2 separate regions of the Oryctolagus cuniculus genome follow, and region 2 is linked to region 1. Evidence: chromatin contacts called from public Micro-C data. All regions are on one chromosome and are shown on one strand. Each heading gives the region's core, a stretch centred on a gene start, on an enhancer-like site or on the middle of the called end of the contact. The rest is flanking DNA. Distances are from core to core; before and after follow the strand shown.

Region 1 (3,626 bases), core at 771-3,270:
GTGTGGCTACAGGTAGGGTGGACAGGTGTGGGGGCTCCCCGGCCCCGCATGTGTCAGACACCAAAACAGTCCCTGTTTCAACTTCCAAGTAAAGCACCAAGTCCAGTTCTCAGGCGGGCAGGGTGTGGACAGGCGAGGTGGTGAGGCAGCCGCCCTGCCCCATCTCACAGCCCCCGGGAGGACCTCGGAAGCCCTAGCGCACAAGAGCTCACGCCCGGTATTTTACATGATTTGGGGGTCCTTTTAGTCACTACTTGGGACCAAGAGAAAGGTCGTTCAAGACAACTGCGTATCCCCAGTGCTGTGTTTTCTGTTGGATCCTAAAGCACGAACTCACTTCAGGTGCATTCCCCGGTCTCCGAGGCATTGCTGGGACCCGCTTCTGTGCATCCTACAAGCCCACGCTCAATGACAGGGACTCTGCCCCAGCTTCCACCGGCTCACACAACGCTGCGCCTGCACATCCCCACCGAGGCGGCCCCAGCACCACCCACGCCTGTGTTGGTGACAACCGGGAGAGTCAGCTGCTCCTGGGCAGCTCGTGGTGTTCCCCTGCACCTGAAGAAACCACGTAATCACCGTGGCTGGAGGGGTGTGGCCGGAGACCCAGGGTGCCATTCTGAGCGTATGCACTGGGATTTGACAAACGCAACTGGAAGCCTGCACCCTGCTGTCTCTGGCTCTCCCGTAGACCTGCACCCAGCTGCCTCGGACTGTCCTGTAGACCAGGTGTTGGCCCTGTGTCTCCCTGCCCAGCTATGTGGCTGCTTCCGTAGGAGGCACAACCTGTCTTCCCGCCTGAGCCTGACAGCTCACTCTGTGTGCAGCAGTGTGTAGAGATCATGGGCGCTCCAGGTGCCAGCTGGAGGACCCCTGTCAGACCCGTGGCCCCTGCCTCTTCACCCCAGCTCTTTCTAGAGGTCCTGCGGTGTCCACGTCCTCGTTTACACGTGTGTCGGGGATTGTAGAGAGTGTGCTGTTACGCAGCAGAGTAAGCCACCTCTTGGGACATTGCGTCCTGTATCAGGGTTGGTTCGAATCCCAGCTGTTTTTTTTTTTTTTTTAATTATTTATTTATTTGAAAAGCAGAGGAGCAGAGAGAGAAAGAAAGAGGTTGTCCTCAAAAGTTCATAGAAAATGTACATTATCCTTTTTTGAAAGGCAGAGTGACAGAGGAAGATCTTGCATTCGCTGATTCACTCCCCAGATGCCTGCAACAGCGAGGGCTGGGCCAGACCAAAGCCAGGAGCCCAGAATTCCGTCTGATCTCCCATGGGAGTGGCAAAACCCCAAGTACCTGGGCCCTCAGCTGCTGCCTCGCGGGCACAAGAGCAGGAAGCTGTGTTGGAAGCAGAGCAGCCAGGACTTGAGGCCACACTCCAGTACGGGATTGGGTGTCCCAAGTGGCTGCATACGCTGCCGCACCCCAACACCCTCAGAGCACATCGCCTGTTCCATGTTTTCCAGGAGCTGTTTGCAGTCCCCTCAGATGACAAATGAACAGAGTCCCAATATTTATTGTAGTCTTTTAAATCTCTAAGTGTGAATCACACCAGTTGGACTGTTTTTATTTGTTTTCCTACTTGATAAATGAGGGTTCATTGGAACAGTTGCTCGAGTTGCTTAACAGGGATGACTCTTCCCTAATGTTGTGGATTCTCGCCATTGAACCACACGCTGAGCGAAGCTGCGTGAATCACTGAGCAGATGGGAGCTGTGACAGAAGAGCAAGCAGTGCCTGCGGCACCCAGAGGCTCTCGGCATCCCACGCTGGGTGCTGGTCGAAGGTCATGTGACCCCTGGCTGGGCTTGGGCAGCGCAGTCATGGAAGTGACAGTAAAAGTTTGGCTTTGTGGCTGTGTCCATTTCAGTCTGAGACGGTTTGGCAGCTCTTGGCTCCCAGAAGCACTTGGGAATGGAATGAAGATTGCGCAGAGACAGGGGTGGGGAGTGGGGGTAGAGGTCACAATGGCCAGGCTGGCAGAAATTGCAAAGGGGCGCGTTCAGTGGAGGCCAGCGGACTCAGCAGTGACTCACGAACCTGACGTGGGCAGACGGTCCCTGCAGTGCTTGTTAGCTAGCCGGGAGGGATGGACGTTTTGGCCAGTGTTAAGCCATGTCATTCACCCTGACTTCCTAACCCTTCGAGGCCTGCCAAGTCTCTTCTGGCCAACACTGGCCAGAAACCCTTTTATGCAGTGCCCATGAGACAGCCACATGGCTGTGTTTTGCTGTAAGTAACAAGAATAGCAGGAGGAAAACACTCAACTTTTAAATGAGGTAAGGGGAAGTGAATGTTGTAAATGGGTTTTGAGAAACCAAGGACTGGCTCACTGGAAATTTCCACTTAAATCAGTGCTTCCGGGGTGGGTGTTTGGCTCTGTATTTTTTTCTTAAGATTTATTTATTTATTTGAAAGGCAGAGTTACAGAGAGACAAAGGCAGAGAGAGAATCCATCTGCTGATTCACTCCCCAGAGCGCCACAACGTCCGGAGCTGGGCCAATCCAAAGCCAGGAGCCAGGAGCTTCTTCTAGGCCTCCCACACAGGTGCAGGGGCCCAAGGACTTAGGCCGTTTTCCGCTGTTTTCCCAGGCACGTTAGCAGGGAGCTGGATTGGAAATGGAACAACCAGAACTCAAACTGACACCCATATGGGATGCTGGCACTGCAGGCAGCGGCTTTACCCACTACACCACAGCACTGGCCCCAAAGGCATTGCATTTTAGATGCTACCTAGGACAGCCCGCGTTCCCTGTTGGAGTGTGTGGGTTTGAGTCCTGCCTCTGCTTCTGACTCCAGCTTCCTACTAATGTGTACCTTGGGAGGCAGCAGGCGATGACTCGGGGTTCCTGCCACTCATATGGGAGACCCAGATGAAGTTCCGGCCTCCTGGCTTCAGCCTGGTCCAGCCACAGCTATTACGGGCATCTAGGGGAATGAACGTTAATGATGGGACCCTTCTGTGTGCATAGGTGCGTGTGTGTCTGTCTGTCTCTCTCACTCTGTCTCTCCGCCTTTGAAACAAATGAAAATGCAAATTTAAAGCCATGGTTCTCCCCAGGGGTGATGTTGCCCTGGGCTGCTTGGCAGTATCTGGAGACGTTTGTAGTTGGTGCAGCTGGGGGCTAGGGTCAGAGGCTAGGGTGCGAGCAGCTGACCCCATGACAAAGACGTAGCCACCCTGAATGTCGCAGCGTCAGGACAGAGGAGCCCCGATTGAAGTAGTTGGAAACATCATGGCCGCATCCCCAGGTGCCTCTGCGCTGCACAAGGCTTCCACGGTGATGTTCTCAGAGCTGTCTGCTCAGCTTCTAACCAATCAATAGCTCCCGCCACCAAACCGCCCTGCGCGCCTCCCGAAACGTTTGGCGGTCAACCCTTCTGTTGTTTTTATCTTCCTAAACAATCGGAGCAGACATCGTTTCTTATGAATATTTTATGAGACAGAAAGCTTCAGGCTCGGGACGGGTGTTCAGGCCGCTGCTTGGTAGACCTGCATCCCATACCAGTGTGCTGGTTCCCGGCTGTGCTGCTTCTGATCCAGCTCCCTGCCAGTGCACCTGGGAAGCATCAGCTGATGGCCCAAGTGCTTGAGTTCCTGCCGCCCACACGGAAGATCCAGAT
Region 2 (3,626 bases), core at 434-2,933, 65 kb before region 1:
CACCACCCCACCATATGATGCAGCACGAGGCGACCCTGAGAACTGTGGGTAAATAATCCTCGTAATCATAGCCCCAAGTATTCAATCATAGCAACAAGAAAGGGGCTACAGCGGTGCCCCTGCGAGCTCTGGCCCCCCCTGCACTCCAGTCTTTGGTGCTTTGCCTCCATTACACCCCAGTCCCGCACCGCCCTGGGAGACCTGCCTTCCTCCAGGCCGCCTGGTGTCCTTCCTGTGGAGCTCCGGCCGTCCCACGCTTCTTCTTTCCTGATGGACGCTGCTAGGGGGTCTCGGGGGAGGCTGGCCAGCTCCCAAATGGGTCACACCCCAAATAGGTCTCTGATTCAGCCACTCAAGAGTACCAATTCCTGAATCAACTCCTTTTCCTGCTCTGCAAATGGCTATTTTGCAAGTAAGGCTTCCAAAAGAAGTCAAGTTAGGATCGGAACACAAATCAATATAACCACAGCAAAATGGAGGGAATGAAAGGTCAATGAGGCAGAAAAACGATTCCATGAGAAAAATTTTGTAAAACTATATAACCCTGGGTAGGGGGGAATGAAAGACACAATTACCCACATCAGGAATGAGAGACGTAGAATCACCATCAATATGAAAAGGATAATAAAGGCATATTATGAATAACTTTGTGTAACAAAACCCACAACTTGGACGAGATCCACAAATTTCTTGAAAAACAGTAATCTCACTTAAGGCACAGAAATTCTGAACAGGATTAAAACAGGCTCCAAATTATCAGTGCTGTCTTACCGACAGGGGAACTGGGGGCCCCAGAGTCTCCGGCAGTGCCGGGCGGCTCCACTTGGGAAAAGCCAAGCCATGATGAGGTCGCCTTTCTGCCAGACCTCACACTCACTGAGCAAGCACACTGAAAACGGTGGATGAAGTTCTAACTGGGTGACCACCTGACCACACCTGACCACATTCATGTCAGCTGGATCTTGTTGGTGGCTCCCACATGGCTGTGGATCCGTAAAGATCGCTCAGCACCAATGGGTAGCCTCCCTGGACAAGCCTAAACGCAGACCCTTTCGGCACCCGCAGGAGCTATGTTGGGATTAAGTAAATGATTCCCATAACGGGTTTGGCACACGGTCAACATTCTCTGCCACATGGGGACAGGCTGAGACCCACAGAGCCACCAAAAGCCACTCCCGGGACATCGCGTTGCTCTCCTCTCTGCTGAGTTGCCCTTCGACAAGCAAAGAGCGGTTGAGTGATTCCATTGCCAACACTGGCACCTCGCGGTGGACAGCGGGCGCAGGTCCAAGATGACTCAGCCTTTGTTACTCCCTCTTCGGGGTCCTCCCAGACTTTTCCTGCAGTCCGCCCCGCAGTGCATTGCGGCCCCTGCTGACCCATCCCCGTCCGGTTTTGCCGGGCGCGAACCTCGCTTCTCAGGCACTCGCCGCACTCGGAGCCGGGATCCACTAGGGCGCAGCGCTGGGAGGGGGCGGCCCCGGGAGCCGGGGCGTTACGAAAGCTTAGGGAGCGGACAGCCCCTCCTCGGAGGGGAGGGACCCAGGCCAGGGGCCTTGCTCTCCAGAAGTTGCCCGGCTGGATCCCAGAACTGAGTTCCGCGCGGCTCTCCGCGCAGTACGCGCCATCGGGGATCGGCGGCCGGGTCCGCTCTCTTGCACAGGTGTCCCGAGCGCCCAGCCATGTCGTCCTGCAGCCGCGTGGCGCTGGTGACCGGCGCCAACAAGGGCGTCGGCTTCGCCATCACGCGCGACCTGTGCCGGCTCTTCTCGGGGGACGTGGTGCTCACGGCGCGGGACGAGGCGCGGGGCCGGGCCGCCGTGCAGCAGCTGCAGGCCGAGGGCCTGAGCCCGCGCTTCCACCAGCTGGACATCACGGACCTGCAGAGCATCCGCGCCCTGCGCGACTTCCTGCGCCGGGAGTACGGGGGCCTCAACGTGCTGGTCAACAACGCGGCCATCGCCTTCCAGAGTAGGTGAGGGGCTGGGAGGACGAGGGTCCCTGGGACGCCTCGAGAGTGCGGGGCAGAGAACAGCAGGCGCCCCCAACGGCCCGTTAGAGAGATCGGGGAGGGAGGCCCCTCGGGATGCGCTCAGCTCCCGCCTCTCCCGGCGGGTTTTCGCTTTCCCGTGGTTCGCAGAGCGCGGGGCGAGCCCTGGCGCGGGACACCGCGCGCCCCGCCCGCGGGCCTGTGTGGGCCTGTGCGCCGCCCTGGGCCCTCCCGGAACTGTCAGTCGCTGTTGTTTGCAAGAGAAGCGGCCTCCTGGGAGGGGCCCACGCCCTGCTCAGCTCGTGGAGGTTTTCTGTCCGTTGCGAGAATCTTCTCCGCGAGGGGGTGGCCCAGCCCCGCCTGGAGCTTTCGCTTTCGCTGGAACAAGGGCGCATTCATGGCAGGCGGGAGGCATCTGCCGCGCGCGGGCAACGAGCGCGCTAGTGCACACCAGTGCCTTTCAAACCCCGCTCAACCGCGAGATTCGCTGGGCTCCGGCAGAAGGGAAGAGAGCCTCGGGTCCCTTCTCCAGGGCGGCTGCCGTTGGGTCGCAAACATGCTTATTTCAGGGGCGAAGAAGAATCAAGGAGCTTACAGGTTGTAAGCAGTACTCGGTTAAGTAAGTTCTTGAACTCAGCCCTGTGCTGGCGGTACAAGAAATCAACGGGACCACTTCGCTTCCAGCGTGGGGAGGCCTCGGTCCGCCGCCCTGGGCACTCACCAGCGCAGCGCGGCGCGGGGCTCCCAGCGCAGCACCTGTAACTCTGCGTGCAGGCTTCCAGGGGCTTGGCGGGGCGGGGCACAGGGCGGAGCTGACACACACCCCCCCCCAAACAACCTCAGCTAGGGGATAATTACCCTCCAGGAGGGACCTGGGTGAACTGGGATCTGTCGCCCCCCAAAATATGGGCTGTGGGCCAGCAGCACCTGCGAGCCTGGACATTGGTTAGCAGTGCAGAATCTCCGGCGCCCAACGGGCTGACAAAATTTGCGTTTTCACAGAATCCCCAGGTACACCAGGACTTGGAAACGTTCGTGGGGAAATGGAAAGAAAAGCTTGTTCTGGTGCAAAACACTGAAATTCTTGCAGTTTTCATGATAGGCATTTTCCACAAAGTTTCAGAAGACCCTCCTCTTTTGCGTGCATTTCACAATGTTTTCCCACTGCGATAAACATTTTTCATTCCATCTTCCATGAACTTTAGAAGTCATTTAAAGTCCAACAGTGGTCTCCCCCCAATGCTCGCAACAGCTGGAGCTGAGCTGGGCCAAAGTTAGAGCTGGGGGCTCAGTCCAGGTCTCCCACGTGGGTGGCAGAAGCTCAGTGTCTTGAGCCATCACCTGGTTCCAGGGTCCACGTGAGCAGGAACTGATTCGGGATGCAAGCATCATCCCAGTGTCTTAACTGCTGAGCCCCTGGACTTGCTGAAGCGCTCTCCTACCTTCTATGCGCCATCAAGTTTGAGCAGTGGTCAAAGCCAGGAGTTCTCTAAGTGTGGCTGAAGACCAGCTGCTGTTGCATCAACTGGGAACGCAGAGCGTCACCAAGCCCTGCAGGTGACTGATACACACCCAGATCTGAGGACCATCAACTTGGTGATGTAAAAGTTGCTTCGCTGCTACCTGTGTCCCCTTG

The links. Hi-C and Micro-C count contacts between places; a contact is called where the count stands out from the background.
Region 2: a Micro-C map of ear pinna shows a contact between it and region 1, with 3 times the contacts expected there. The contact joins the promoter of LOC100345975 here to the enhancer-like site in region 1. A contact is called at or near these places in 4 of 6 Hi-C or Micro-C datasets (ear pinna, psoas muscle, skin fibroblasts and 1 more).

The regions. Positions count from the first base shown.
Region 1 is chr4:8,647,190-8,650,815 of mOryCun1.1, reverse strand. The region is part of intron 4 of DOP1B (DOP1 leucine zipper like protein B); the gene reads left to right. Among named protein-coding and RNA genes, the nearest start is that of DOP1B, 49 kb to the left of the region's middle. Within about 2 kb of position 2,020, at least 5 of the 8 cell types and tissues checked have an H3K27ac peak or open chromatin away from gene starts, as enhancers often do. A contact at or near this core is called in ear pinna, where this site is marked.
Region 2 is chr4:8,711,640-8,715,265 of mOryCun1.1, reverse strand. It overlaps LOC100345975 (carbonyl reductase [NADPH] 3), which reads left to right and starts at 1,683. Exons shown (of 3, transcript XM_002721255.5): 1 at 1,683-1,971. The coding sequence starts at 1,683. It overlaps LOC138849230 (a long non-coding RNA gene), which reads right to left. Exons shown (of 2, transcript XR_011387690.1): 2 at 2,362-3,626.